2 separate regions of the Sus scrofa genome follow, and region 2 is linked to region 1. The links are chromatin contacts, called in public HiChIP or PLAC-seq maps. All regions are on one chromosome and are shown on one strand. Each heading gives the region's core, a stretch centred on a gene start, on an enhancer-like site or on the middle of the called end of the contact. The rest is flanking DNA. Distances are from core to core; before and after follow the strand shown.

What was found. HiChIP or PLAC-seq counts read pairs in DNA pulled down with a chosen protein or histone mark.
Region 2: an H3K27ac HiChIP or PLAC-seq map of alveolar macrophages shows a contact between it and region 1. The contact joins the promoter of GOLGA5 here to the promoter of RIN3 in region 1. A contact is called at or near these places in 1 of 5 promoter capture datasets (liver) and 1 of 2 datasets of contacts at active chromatin or transcription factors (alveolar macrophages).

The regions. Positions count from the first base shown.
Region 1 is chr7:114,031,182-114,038,714 of Sscrofa11.1, forward strand. It overlaps RIN3 (ras and Rab interactor 3), which reads left to right and starts at 3,956. Exons shown (of 11, transcript XM_021099628.1): 1 at 3,956-4,438. The coding sequence starts at 4,395. It overlaps LOC106507755 (a long non-coding RNA gene), which reads right to left and starts at 4,854. Exons shown (of 3, transcript XR_001303996.2): 1 at 4,768-4,854; 2 at 3,129-3,200.
Region 2 is chr7:114,232,789-114,240,129 of Sscrofa11.1, forward strand. GOLGA5 (golgin subfamily A member 5) reads left to right here and starts at 4,271. Exons shown (of 13, transcript XM_013989218.2): 1 at 4,271-4,505.

The DNA.
Region 1 (7,533 bases), core at 2,706-5,205:
TTTCTTTCTTTCTTTCTTTCTTTCTTTCTTTCTTTCTTTCTTCTTTCTTCCTAGTTTTTAAGGCCCAGGCCCTCGTTCTTATAGACATCTATTGGCGAAAACTGAAAAGAAGCAGCTGCTTTTTCCAGAGCCCGGTTCTCAGGTCACCCCAGCCCCTACCCAGTCAGTGCAGACATTGCATTCCCAGCTGGCCCTGAGGATACCGATTGATTTTGCAATAATTAAGCTGCCCCCCCCCCAAAAAAAGATTTCTCAAGAGTGACAGGGAATGGAAATGTGGGAGTTTTGGGGGTTCAGAAAAAGATGGGAAAAGCCCCAGAAAGAGAACGGTTTTCTGTATCTATGTTTGCAAAACCAGCTATCCCAAACAGCAAGCATTTTATTATATTTCACGATTTCACCAGTCAGGAATTCAGGCCGGGCCTGACCAGTGATTCTCCTGTTCTCTGTGACACTGACAGAGGTCACTGCATGATACTTAGCTGGCTAAATAGAGGGGCTGCTCTGGAGGATCCAAGATGGCTTCACTCACATGTCTGGCACCTTGGCAGATTTGCCCAAGATACTCAGCCTACAAGCCCAGGAGGATTTGAGCCCCGTTTGTCTGACTCCACAGCTTTGCCCTCCTCCGGCCCTTCTCCACACCCCAGGAGGCTCACCCACAGGGACTCCACACCCTTAGGGATTGACCGATGGTCTCCCAAGCCCTGTGGCTTCCAGCCTTGGCCACTGGGGGCCCCACTACCTGCTGGAGGTTGGAGGGAGGGAGGTGATTCTGAAGAGTGATTTACCTTCATCCCTGGACTGAGGGGCCTTGATGCTCTTCCCTGGTGGACTTTCTACAGAACAGGACTCTGCTTTGGGGTCTGGTAACCACACTCTCTCCTTATCGTCAGGCTGAGGGAGGTACTAGATCTGAGAGTTACAGCACAGACCCTCCCCCACTACACGTTTATTAAATCTTCCTTAAATTATCCTAATCAGAAGTGCCATTTGTTTCCTGTGAGATCCGACTGATATATTTGGGCTTAGTCATAAAACAAATAACAGCTAAAATTTCTTGAGCACGTCCTACGTGCCAGGCTCTGTTCTAAGCCCCATATAGCTCATGCAACATTCACGGAATCCCAATGAAACAGGCATTGGTTATTATCCCATCTTATGGATGAGGAAACTGAGGCACAGAGAGGTGACATAGCTTGTCTAAAGTTACACAGTATGAAGTGGCAGAGCTGGGATTTGAACCCTGGCAGCCTTATTCAAGCCCCTGCTCTCATCAACTACTTTCTATAGCAGGAAAATTTCTGCCTTTCCTCAAGGGTTCTCATCCAACTCAAAGCAAGATTTGGGGTGATGATGCAAAACGAAACTGTACTGTGAGATTTTTTTCTTCATTGATCATCTCCCCAAAACTCAGGTGAGGTTTAGAGTTGACCTCTTAAAGGTGACTTTCCCCTGAAAATTCCCGCAGGAGGAAGGGGAGGCTGAAGAGCATGTGGAGGTGAGAGCCACCCCATGAGGACCTCGGAGAGACAAAGCAGCCTCTTATTTGGGGGCCACAAATGGAAAGTTTATTTACTTCTTCATCCTTACAGTCCTGCCACACTGCACACCTTCCAGACCCAGCAAGGAGTGGAAGGTGGAGGGAGGGGCTGCAGCCAGGAGTCTCTGGGTGATGACGAACAGAAACCCGACTCAGGGTGTGTTTGAGTTTTTTTATTTTACTTTGTCTTTTTAGGGCCTCACCCACAGCACACAGAGGTTCCCAGGCTAGAAGTCAAATCAGAGTTATAGCCACCGGCCTACACCACAGCCACAGCAACATCAGATCCAAGCCTCCTCTGCGACCTACACTACAGCTCACGGCAATGCCCGATCCTTAACCCACTGAGTGAGGCCAGGGATCGAACCTGTGGCCTCATGGATGCTAGTCAGATTCGTTTCCGCTGAACCACGACAGGAACTCCATTGTGTTTGAGTTTTTTAAGAAGGACTATATTGGTTCTTGTACCTGAGATGTCTCACGGTGCATCTGGCTTTAAGTCTATCAGGATCTAGGCCTCGAAGATGTCACTAGGGCATGGTCTTTCTGCATTGCTTTCCTCCATCTTGCCTGTCTTCTTGAGCACCACTTCACCTCATGGTGGTCCAGGTGTCTCTTGGGCTGCCCCAAGTCTATACTCTCCCAGACTAAGGCCAGCTTGGGGGGAGGGGAAGACGGCTGGCATTCCCTGACAGTGCCAACAAAAAGTCCCAGGGAGGGATCTTATTGGCCCAGCTTTGGTCATGTGTTCATCCATAAGCCAATCACTGGGCCCAGTAAGTGTAGGGCTCTGATTGGCCAGACTAGAATCATGTGTTCCCTCTAAAATGGCGGTAGAATCTTGTTATCTTCATCTGAACCCAATTGAGGAGAGGTGACTCCTTAAATGGAAACCAGGTTCCAGGGTGCTGTTAACCAAAAAAGGTGAGGGTAGAGGAAAGAGCTTGCCGGCCCAAAGAGCAGTAGATTTCACTTCCCAGTAGGAGCCCTGAGATCCATTCCCAGGAGAGAAGTGTGCAAAGGGGACCCAGGAAGGGGTCTGAGGGCAACCTTGGCAGAGGCCAGAACTACAAGGGGCTGCTCAGATTTCTGGAATCTTGGCGCCTCCCCTTTGGTCAGTTGCCAGCAACAGGGTCAAAGTGGGACCTCGTCAGGTGGCCACCGGAGGAATCCTAACTTCACAGAGCAGGTAAGCAGCGGGCCTTGCAGAGGCCTCTGTGGGGATGAGACAAGACCCTTGGGGCTGATTCCATGGAACCGAGGCTTTAGAGGGGCTTGTCTTGAGTCTCTCAGAGGTGGCCCAGGGAGCTGAAGGAAATTTTTATTTGGGGAGGGGGTACATGGAAAAGTAGGGTTAATCACAGTCTAGATCAGTATAAAGGGGTCTGAAAGACTACTCTACGTGTGAGTGTTGGCTAGAACTCATCCCTGGGGCCCAGGGAGCCCCAGGAGCGGCCTAGAGGCTTGTTTTAGCAACAGCAAAGGACTAATCATGTCATTCTGGTGTGCCACCCCATTTACTCCCACCTTTAGAGATGAGCAAGCAGAGGGATGGAGGGTAACGCGGCCTCCAGATGCTTTTTACCTGGGCGTCAGTCCAGTCTGCACCTCATCTTGCTGCAAGCCACCTCCTTGCTTTAAGTCTCAGTTTCCTTATCTATGAAATAAAGTTAGATAGGTGGGTTTCAACTGGGAGGATTCTGGTGCCCAGGGATACTTGGCAATGTCTGGAGACATTTTCAGTTGTTACAAGGAGGGGGTGATGCTACTGGCAGAGGGGGCAGAGGCCATGGATGCAGCTGAACATCCTACAATGCACAAGACAGCTCCGACAACAAAGCATTATCCGGTCCCATATATCAACAGTGCCAAGGCTGAGAAACCCTGCAGTAGACAGAGGTCACCCTGCAGGGGTGCAGTCCTGACTAGTCACTGTGAAATGCTCTGAGGGCAGTCCTAGCTCAGGGAGGCATTTTGGAGTACCCAGGCATTTAGAAGAGTGGTCTTCTGGTCCCGCCAGGGTTGCTGTAGGTGGTGTATTTGTGTAAACTGACTGGCTTTCTCCCTCTGCTCCCATCTAAGTATGGTACCTAGGACAGGTGAATTAGATGCCTGGTGTGGCGGATGAACTGCCTTATGAGGTAGTGAGTTCATCGTCAGCGGAGGCATCCAAGAGGAGGCAGCATGGCCACCTGTCACAGATGTGGAGGAGGCTCTGGGACTGGCCTTGAGCGATTTTGAGGCTCCTTCAGACAGGAGGTAGGGCGGGAGAGTGCCCTGGGAAGAGCCCTTGGCCTCCCCACCTGCCCCACGTTCGTTCCCCCGCCTGCCGGAGGAGCAGAAGCGGGAGCGCCTTCCTTCCCACGCGACTCTGCGCCAAGTTGAAAACTTTTCTCTAAGTTTTTCTCCCGGGTCTCCGGAGCCGCCGGAGCGGCGGAGGCAGCACCCCGCGGCTGGACGCCGGCACCCAGCGCCTCGGTCCGACGCCGCCGGGTCTCGGGGTCGCGGCCGCCGGGCTTCCGTATGCCCCAGGGGGGCTCGGGGCCGCGAGCCGCCGCCGAGAGGCTTTTGACAAAAAAAAAAAAAAAAAAACTTGACCACCAAGGCCAGCCTCTTCCTGAAAGCCCCGCTCGCTCCGATACAGGAAGTAGAGGGAGCGAGCGCCCCAGAGCGCGGCGGCGGCGGCGGCGGCGGCGGCGGCGGCTTCCCGACTGGGCGCGGGGCTGGCGGCGGTGCCTGCCCGGGCCCTTCCCGAGGGCAGCGCCAGGGACATGCGGGCGCCCGGGGCCCCGCAACCCGCACCGCCCGGAGCCTGAGCCCCTGCGTTCATCGTCCCGGAGCTGCCGGCGGCATGATCCGACGGGCCGGGGCGCCCGCGCGAGCGGACCCCGCGGGGTAAGTCCGGGGCCGACGCCCCCTCCTCCCTCCGGGTCCCCGGGCCCCGGTCGGCCCGCGTCCCTCTCGCCCCACTACTCCTCCCCGCCCCCGAGGGTGCTCGAACTCCCAGAGGAGCCCCAGCCGCGGGACCTCGGGGTGTCAGGCTGAGACAGAGCCCCTGGCCACGGCCAAGGCCGGACCCGGGTTCTGCGCCGAAGGGGGCGGCCCTGGTGCCTCTGCAGGACCTGGAGACTTGGCTAAACTTTTAAGCCCAGACATCGCTCGCCGGAAAACCAGCCGGCACGTTAGGCGACCGGCCGGGCGGGTGTCAGAGGGGTGTCTCGAACCTGTCAGAGCCGGAGCGGAGGAACTGTGTGAACGCGGCCCCTTCCCCGGCCTCTAGTCCCGCTGGAAGGTTAACTGCAATCCCTTGCGGTCCGAGCCCCGCCAGCCTCCCGCTTCCGCCGCTCCGCCCGTGCCCCGCGCGCTTCCCTGGGTGCTGGCACTCGGCCGGGCATGGGGCTGGGGACCTGGGTCCCCGTAAGTTGGGACGCGCGCGGCCTAATAGCTGGCCGGCCCGCCTAGACCGAAGACCCACCGGGACCCCCTCCCCCACCCCTTTAGCGGGTGTAGGGACGGTGACCTTCGGACCGGCCTTTGCGAAGCCTGGGGCACGGGGAGGGTCCAGGGCGCACGAGCTGCGCGTGGCCTTCGGGATCCCCCGGGGAGAAGGTGCAGCTTGGAATGCGTGAAGCGGGACCGGCTTGGGAACTGGCTTTCGAGAGGGGTCGCTTGTTTCTTGTCCCCCACCCGCCACCTCGCAACCTCGAACTTTCGCACGGCGCTCAGGGCTGCGTTCCGAGGAGTAGGTTCCCTTGCCCCGCCCAGCCCAGCCGGCGTCCCGGGGAGCTTCAGAGGGTTGAGGAGGCTCCAGTGGAGCCAGATTCCTGGGAAAGCCTCTTAGACCTTTTCTGGGGGCCAAGGCTGATGGGCGCCCCTCGGGGGAACTCGCTCCCGGCTTTGGGGTTTAAAAGTCTCTGACTCCTTCAGCGATGGACACCCAGCTGCTGCCTGGCCTTCTCTGCGATCGCAGCTTCCAGGGCCTCAGTTCTCCCGCTGCTTAAAACAGAGGGCTGGGCTGTTCTTGAGCAGTTCCGAACTGGGGGGCAGCCTGGCCCCCACGCAAGTGGGAGGGGTGTCTCCGAGGGGCCTGTAAGCAACTGCCTCCGAATGTCTTCCTCCTCCCCTCTCCCCCATTTCCGCGCCAGCCGGGAAGTTCCGCCTGGAGGCTTTCCCTTGGAAATGGAAAGACAAATGCCACTGGGCTGGAGGAACTGGAAATTCTGTTGGGGAGGGGACCCCCCAGGGGCAAGTATCGACCACACCCAGTATTGATGGGAGGAGCTAGGAGTTTCCCAGGGAGGAAGGGGAGGTGAGGGGCCAGGGTCCTGAGCTCTCTGACTTCCCGTATTTTCCCCAGAAGGACCTTTCCTTACCTGCTTCCTCTTGCCTTTCTCTGTTCATGACTGGGTCACTTGCTTAAGCCTCTGCCCCTCATTACTTATCTATAAAATGAAAGTAATAGTAACTACCCTTTAAAGTTATTGTGAGAATTAAATGAGATAATGCATTAAAAGTTTTGCACATGGGCCTGTAGGGCAAGTTTGTACTAGTCATAATTCCTGCTGATTATCATGTATTGAGTGTAACCCCTCTGTTTGCCAACTGTTTAACCTTGGACAAGAGACCTGGCCTTGGCCTCACCTGTAAACTGGGCATAATAATAACACCTGCTTTGTAAGGTGTTATAAGGATTGGATGAATTAATATTTAAGTGGCTGCCCATAGGCAGCTAAAGTTTAACCCACCAGCTCAGATCTGCTTAGAACATCGCCTGGCACATCCCAAGTATTACGTAAATATTAGTTTGTTCCTAAAAATGCTGCTTTATTTAAAAGGACCTTTGGAGTTGGAAGAATTACTAGATAGCATCTTATTTAATCTCACACCCCGCACAGGAATCCCTTTGACAACATTCCCAAAAGATACTTGCATACCTCCAGTGATGGAGAACTCCCTACCACTGAGGTAGCTTTTCCGGCAGGCAGATACCAAAGAAAGGAATTCCTGACCTTAAGCTGTAGTCTTCCTCCAACTTCTCCCATTAGAGTCGCTGTTCAGAGGAGCCCCATCCTTCTTGACATGCAAATGCTAGAAGGCGGTTCTCAGGCGCCCCCCTGATCCTCTGTTCCTGGGCTGCACATCTACCTGTGTTACAGTGCTCAGAGATGCTGAGGAGCTATCCCGTATGACCTCTCACCCCCAGGCCGCCCCCAGATCCTGCTCGCCACTCAGGGCTGGGTCCTGAGTCCTTAACTGAGCTGTCTTTCCACCCTGCCCCCTGGAGCCCCCTCCTCCTCTCTGGCAGGAGATGGCTGTCCAGATGGCTAGGGGAATACCTCCCACCCCACACCCATAGGCTAGGAGGGGGTTGCCTGGATGTCAGCCCCTGGAATAGGAGTGTGAGGATCCTGGCAAGCAAGCTGTCTACTTCTTGCTGAAAACGCCGACAGGGGAGAAAGAAAATGCAGACAGGCTGCCCAGTGCTCTGGAGGCTGTCACTTCTCTCCTGCATTCATTCAATTTCGTTCAACAAATAGTATCTGCATTAGGTGGAGGCAGGAGCCCAGCGTTAATCCAAGCCCCAAGGTGGCCTGCAGCTAAGCTTCCCAGAAAAGACAAGGTCAGGGTTAGGGGTGTGGGACCAGGAGGGGATATTCTGGAGAAGGTGGTCAGGGAAGGTCACTCCCAAAAGCTGGTGTTTAGCTGAGGCCTGAGGAAGTGGGGAGACTGAGTCATGTTCCTGGGGGTGTGGGGGTGTGGTTGGGATGCGGGACACCAGGAGGCGGGGGGCGCTGGAGTGGAGTGGGGGAGAGGAGGATAGAAAAAAGGCTGGCAGGTGGGGTAAAGGCTTTGGGGGGTGCTCTGTGTGAGTGGGGTACGGGGGGCCACGGGTGGGGTGTGCACAGAGGGAGATGGTTTGGATTTGGGCTGTATGGAGGACAGATGGGGGAGCAGGAGCAGAGGCAAGGAGGCCCCTGTGGAGGCCGGGG
Region 2 (7,341 bases), core at 3,021-5,520, 200 kb after region 1:
GGGTGCCCCCGGTTCATTTCCTGAGCAGAGAGTTAAGATCTTGATCCAAGCCATTCCGCATTGCTGTCTCTCTGAGGTCAGTCACATCACGCAGCTGGGGCTACAGCATTGAGTAGAATGAGGTGTACATACGCACACAGCCACATGTACTCATCCATGTGCCAATTCATTCATGCTTCAGGCCTCCCTTGCAGGACTCACTACCTTGTTCATAACTGTCAATGTCCTTATCTATTCACATAGACTTTGAGCTCTTTGAGAGCATTTTATCTGTCATCCTAATGCCTAGCCATGCCTGGCACAGACTAGGCAACTCAACAAAAATGGAATGAGTAGGTCATTGTCTGTGCATGCGGATCAGAAAGAAGAATTTTCCAGCATAAGGAGGTGAAAAGAAAGAAGTTTATTGAGATAAGAGACACTGCAAGCACAGTGGGACTTCCTGATGGTCAGGGGGAGCCGACCCCGGGCCAGTGGTTGTGTGTTTTCATAGCTCAGGGAGAGGAGAAGTCTCGGGATACATCTGCTGACCTGCTGATTGGTTGGAGAAAGAGGGGTCTCACATACACTTGCTGGTTGGGAGCATATAAGGGCCCATAGGGACTGGCTGAAGAGTGGGCCGCATACCTTTCCTGGTAGAGAGTAGGAAGAAGTAAGACAGGTCGTTCAAGGTGGGAGAGGGGGCATTACAATGAGACAGGGGTGGGGGGTGATGAGAAGGGTCTGGTAACTCTTGTCTTGGCCAGAAGCTTTGAGTTCTATCTCCTTGAAGGGGCCTTGGAGCCCAACGTAGGTGAATGGGAAGAGTGGTGAGTATGAAAGAAGGCCAGCACCCGGGGAAGACACAAGGCTTGTCTTCAGAATGGGGGGGACACCTGTCTGGATGGAGTGGAGGAGACCTGTTGGGAATCACATTGCACGGGTTAAGCAAGGCATTGAGTCTCTGCGGGCTGCCTCAATTCTCTCGTTGGGAGAGAAAAGGCCAGTCGGGAAGGACTCAAGTTGAAGCAAGCACACATTTATTTGGCTGCTCCTCTGGGGGAGTCACTTCACCCAGGTACCACATCTGCCTTCAGATGCTGTACCTCTAAGTAGAGAGTAACAGCAATTTACATGGGGGTGAGATCAATGACACAGCAGTGCCCCTTCCTGGCCCCATCACAAGGCATCTTTCTCTCCTCCCTCTGCCCTCTAGGACCAGGCAGTCTGGCACTAGCCCTTCTTCCTGAGACTCTCACCTTCTCAGCCTCCTGGCTCCTAAGGGGAGGGGGCTACTCTGGCCCTGCCACTTGGCCCCTCCACCAATGTCACACGCAACTGCAAGATGGCATCTTCCTGAGGAGTGATGAAGATCCCGCCCCCCACCTCAGGCCTGGGGAACTCCACCAGGTCTTTCTATGCCTGCATGCCTCCAGCATTTTAGCAGAATGTTCTACCTCCATGTTCCTGGCATCCTTGAGAGTCAAGCAGGGAAGCTACTTGAGATGAGATTGGCATTGAGGGTTAGGCAGCCGGGATGGGAGATTTGGTTCGCTTCAACTTCTTTCACTCTCATCCTTTCAGTGATGAACAATACTGTTTCTGGAGTTCCCGTTGTGGTGAGCTGTAGTGTAGGCTGAAGACTCAGCTCAGATCTGGCGTCACTCCGGCTGTGGTATATGCTGACAGCTGTAGCTCTGATTCGACCCCTGGTTGGGGAACTTCCCTAAAAAAAAAAAAAAAAAAAAAATTTCTGCAGTCCCAGATGCACCACTTGCTTCCTGTTTGGCCTTGGGAAAGTAACTTAAATCTCTCTCTTTTTTTTAAGAGCTGCATCCATGGCATATGGAGATTCCCAGGCTGGGGGTTGAATCAAAGCTACAGGCGGCCAGCCTATGCCAGAGCCACAGCAACCTAAGATCCCAGCCTTGTCTGCAGTCTATACCACAGGTCATGGCAACACCAGATCCTTAACCACTGAGCAAGGCCAGGGATCGAACCTGCATCCTCATGGATACTAGTCGGATTCGATTCTACTGCACCACAAAGGGAACTCCTAACTTAAACCTCTCTAAATCTCAATGTCTCCATCTGTTAAACAGGGTATGTATTAGTCAGATTTCATTAGACAAGGCTGTGTAAGAAATGATTTCACATCTTTAAAAACAAAGGTTTATTTTGTGCTCATGTAATTTGTTAGGAAGGCATGGGCTGTTTCCCATCTCTTTCCTTCCAGGACCCAGGCTGAGAGAACAGCTCCATCTGGGACAGGCCATTCTCATGAGAGAGGAAAAAATCAAGAGCCCTGGTAGAAATACACAGTGGCTCTTAACATGACTGCTCAGATGTGGTGAAAGGCATATCCCTTCTATTGGTCAAATCAAGTCACATGATCAAGCCTGACATCTGAAAGGCTGGAAAAGACACTCTTCCTACAGGATGCATTGTAGTCACATGGCAACAGCTATGACGTACAGTCTTTACTGACCTGAAACAACTAGACTCCCATGTATTTCTCTGCCAAAGATGGGTTTATCTGGGATCAGCAGAGAATTGCAATTTGCATTTTTTTCTTTTTTGGCCACACCTGCCACATGTGGAAGTTCCCAGGCCAGGGATCAAACTGGCACCTTAGCAGCGACTTGAGCCACAGCAGTGACAATGCCAGGTCCTTAACCCATTGAACCACCAGGGAACTCCTGCAGTTTGTGGTTTTGCAACCATGGTGAATCGCCTGCAATTGTGCACCTGTGCAAAGGAAGGAGACCACTTTTATAGAGGGGGAAAGGAAGTTGGGAGGGCTTTAGTAAACAAAGTGTCTGAAGCTTTTCATTGGCTGAGTTGTTACCAAGAAAGATACTTCTGGTTGGGCTCTACTTTGGTCACAAAGTGTGAGAGCTCCCCCTTCTGGTCTCCCAACTCTATCTAATGTAGGCTTGTTTCTTGATTTTTTACATCTCTGAGGGGAACAACAATGCCACCTACCACAGGATAATAACAGTACTTGCTTATGGCTAGTGTAAGACGTGAAACATGTCTAACATGTCTAACACTTAACACAATATACAGCACTCAATAAGGGCATAGGAACAATTAGAGGCTCTTATTATCATCATTATTATTTCTAGTGCTGCTGAGTTTTTCTGTTCACTGGACTGGGCTAAACCTGTCTTGAGAGGTGGAAAAGAAGGAGCTGTTAACACACCCAATATTTAATTTGGAGACAGTAAAACACTGTGCCTAAGGGAATAATGTGGATTCCTTATTAGGGCACGTGATCTTAGATAAGCTAACTTCTGAGGTCCTTGGGACTATGTTGTAGGCTTGTTATTTAGGCCAAATTAGTCCAACCTTGCACACAAAGTAGGTGCTGAGTATTCATTGCATTATTTTATTTTTAATTTTTTATTTTTTTTTAATTTTTTGGCTTTATCAAGGGCTGTACTTGAGGCATATGTAGGTTCCCAGGCTAGGGGTTGAATCAGAGCTACACCTGCAGGCCTATGCCACAGCAACACAGGCTCTGAGCATCATCAGTGACCTACACCACAGTTCACGGCAATGCTGGATCCTTAACTCACCCAGCAAGGTCAGGGATCCAACCCCCGACCTCATGGTTACTAATCAGATTCTTTTCCCTTGAGCCACAAGGGGAACTCCTTTTTTGAATTACTGAACGTGGATTTCAGACTCATTTCAAATATTCAGTGAACTGTGTGCATATACACAACTACAAGACTGCTGTACGGAAAGCCCTTTACTGGCCTTTTTCACTTTTGGGTCTCAACTCAGATGTCACCTCCTCAAAGAGAACTTCCCTGACCATAATATCATTTAAAGTACTTCCCCCACCCCCCATTATCTCGTCTTTACAGCTCTGGTGGCCCTGCAATCCTCCTGTTCATCCACTGGTTTACTTACTATACCCCTGCGACTAGAAAGCAAAATGCATAAAATCAAGGATCTTATTTTCTGTATTCCCACCTCCTGCCGTGGGCCTCAACATCGTCATATGAAAAACCAGAAGGGCCTAAGCTAAGTGCCTTAGAGGTAAGCACGGGCGGGTCTCAAGTCTCAAATTCCTTCCAGGAGGGGCACCGCCTCCGCCACTCACGTGGGCCGCACCGGGGCCCGCCCCCCGAAGGGCGTGGCTTGCAATGTTGTGTCGGCCGCGTGCAGGCCGTCGCCCGGGAGGCGAGCTACGTCACACGCACACAAGCCCTGCCCACCCCGTTTCTCGCCACGGGAGGAAAAGGGGCGTGGCCAGGCGCGAGGACCCCGAAGCCGCCGGTGCTGCCGCCTGAGTTGCCTTCAGCTGGCTGCTCTAGGTTCCCGGCCGCTCAGGCAGCTCGGAAGCCACTCTGTTTTGGGGTCCTCGCTGCTCTTCCACGTCTCCCGGAAGAGTAGCTGAGCCGCGGCTGGTGCGGGACTGGGTTTGCTCAGCCTGGGCCCGCTCCCGGCCGGCTGTTGAGGGGGCGGCCCGGGAGGGAAAGGAGGCCGCGCAGCAGCCGCTTCAGAGTCCTCAGGTGAGGCGGCGGCAAGATCCTAGTAGGCCGGATAGTTCCGCAGGGGGCGCGAACGGCATTAGGGGCGGGGGCGGCGTCATTTCAGCGGAGACTCTGGTCTCTCCGCCCCGCTGGGGCTGGGAAGGGGACCAGAGAGCCCCCTTGGGCCCCCATCGGCGTGGCTTTGTGCCCCCCTTTTTCTTCCCTTCCCCACCCCCAGCCTCGTTTGGCCGCTCTTCCCCCTCCAGAGGCTCAGCGAGTTGGGTGGGGGGCGAAGTAGGGGTCTGTATCCACTGACAGCGGACTTCTAGGGACCAGCCGGCGGACCGCAGTCTCCCTTCCTCTATGTTTATACTTGGCTTTCGTAACAGCCCCTGTCACCGCGGCCGTCCGACCCATCCCCATCCCACCCACACTCACCTTCTCTCCACTTGGGCCTGGACTGTTTACTGGGGGGAATTTCTTGAGGGCTCTGTACCTCTGAAGTCGGTTGGAGTTGTTTGTTCGTCCCCTGGGGCAAGTGCCCAGGGTCCATCTTCGTGTTTATTTGGGTAATCTAAAGGCACAGGCTTTTGTTTTAAGGCCCTTTAAAACTTTTAAAGTGGGAGGCAAGATATAAGGAATTAATAAGTATGTTTTGATTGCTTTCTTAGGAGAGATAATTTGTCCCCTAATTACCACCAACGTTTATTTGGGAATAATAAATCGTAGGGAGTTTTATATATCAAACATATCACTTACATTTTCATTTGCTTTCACCTAAACTCCTTGAAATAATACACGGGCATATAATCGTCCCGTTTTACAAGGAACAGGTTTAGAGGGTGAGTTTCTTCTTTAGGTTATTCAGATACTGGGAGGCTAGATAGGGGAGGAAGGAGTTAAAAAGTGAGCTTGGAGTTTACATCGTGGCTCAGGGGAAGCGAATCTGACAAGGATCCATGAGGATGCAGGTTCAATCCCTGGCCTCGCTCAGTGGGTCAAGGATCCGGCATTGCTGAGAGAGGTGGTGTAGGACGCAGGCTGGGATCTGGCGTTGCTGTATCTGTGGTGTAGTTTGGCAACTACAGCTCCCATTCCACCCCTAGCCTGGACACTTCCATATGCCAGAGGGTGCAGCCCTGAAAAGACAAAAAGGAAAAAAAAGAGTGGGTTTGGCTGATTTCCCTATCTGAGCTGCTGTCTAGACTTTGGGCTGTTTCTAAACCTTTTTTCCCTATTTGTGAAAAAAAAAAGGGGGGGGTGGGGGAGTATTGCTACTTAGCCATAGTGTGGTTGTGAAAATTATGTGTGCTAAAGATAATGTCTCCAGGGCATCTAACAGAAATTAATTCCATTCGGCAGTATTTGTGGGTGCCTACTGTGTGCTGAGAATTCATTGGACAAAACAGTCATGGCCTCTACCCACAGACTCTGCTCCTCCTCTTCCCCAAGGGAAACAGAAAAAAAAAGAAAAAAACCCAGATAAAACATAAAGGGCTATGAGGGAGAAGAATAGCGTGCGACTGGAGAATGATAGGACCAAATTTGGATGGAATGAAAAAGAGCTGTTTTTTTCTGCAGATGACATTAAATACTACCAAGAACAAATGAGAATTAATTTTGAAAGAGCTCTGCAGGCAGAAGGGACAGTGTGCACATTCAAAAAACTGTTGCTGGAGGAGTTCCTGTCGTGGCTCATTGGTAACAAACCTTACTAACATTGATGAGGACTTGGGTTCGATCCCTGGCCTTGCTCAGTGAGATAAGGATCCAGCGTTGCCGTGAGCTGTGTGTGGTGTAGGTCGCAGACACAGCTGGGATTTTGCGTTGCTGTGGCTGTGGCTGGCGTAGGCCAGCGGCTACAGCTCTAATTCGACTCCTAGCCTGGATGCAGGCCTAAAGAGCCAAAAAAAAAAAAAAAAAAAAGAAAAGAAAGAAATTGTTCACTTTTTAATATACTATTCTGTAGCATGATGACTGATGATTTCATTGTCATTGTTTTGATTTATTGTGGCACTGGATAAGTACTCATACTTAATGTATCAAATGAATGGCTATGCAGTCATATTGTTTTATTCAGAACTTTGCTTAATGTGCAAATGGTAGGTACTGAGAATTTAAGTTATCGAAGGTGTACTTTAGACAGATTACATATATGGGCACCTAAATTACCCATGATAGTGGTGCCGTTTAATGCTAAGGTAGCTTTTGTATTACTGAGGAGTTTCAAGTTTCAGCACCTTAAAACACACTTCAGAGAAGTGTCGTTTTTATTTGGGTGTACTGGAATTTTGCGGTATTGATTATTTGATATTTGGGTGCTTTTGCTACATTAAGATTTATCCTTCGTTGAAATAAGAACAACAGTAATAGTGGTAGTTGGAATATGGTAACAGCAACTACTAAAATGAGTGCATACTATGTGCTAGGCCTTTTTCAAAGTGTTTTTTGTTTTTTTTTGTCTTTTTGTCTTTTTGCCTTTTCTAGGGCTGCTCCCGAAGCATATGGGGGTTCCCAGGCTAGGGGTCTAATCGGAACTGTTGCTGCTGGCCTACCCACAGCCACAGCAACGTGGGATCCAAACCGCGACTGCAACCTACACCACAGCCTACGGCAACGCCGGATCCTTAACCCACTGAGCAAGGCCAGGGATCGAACCCGCAACCTCATGGTTCCTAGTCGGATTCGTTAACCGCTGCGCCACAATGGGAACTCCAAAGTGTTTTTTAATATGTTATTTCATCTTAAAACCATCCAATAGTGTAAGTACACTTATTTTCCTCATTTTCTAGGGAGACTTTCTAGGGAAAGTTAAGCGGTTTGCTCAAAGTTACATAGTAAGAGGCAGGGTTAGGCTTTCGAACCCAGGACTGTC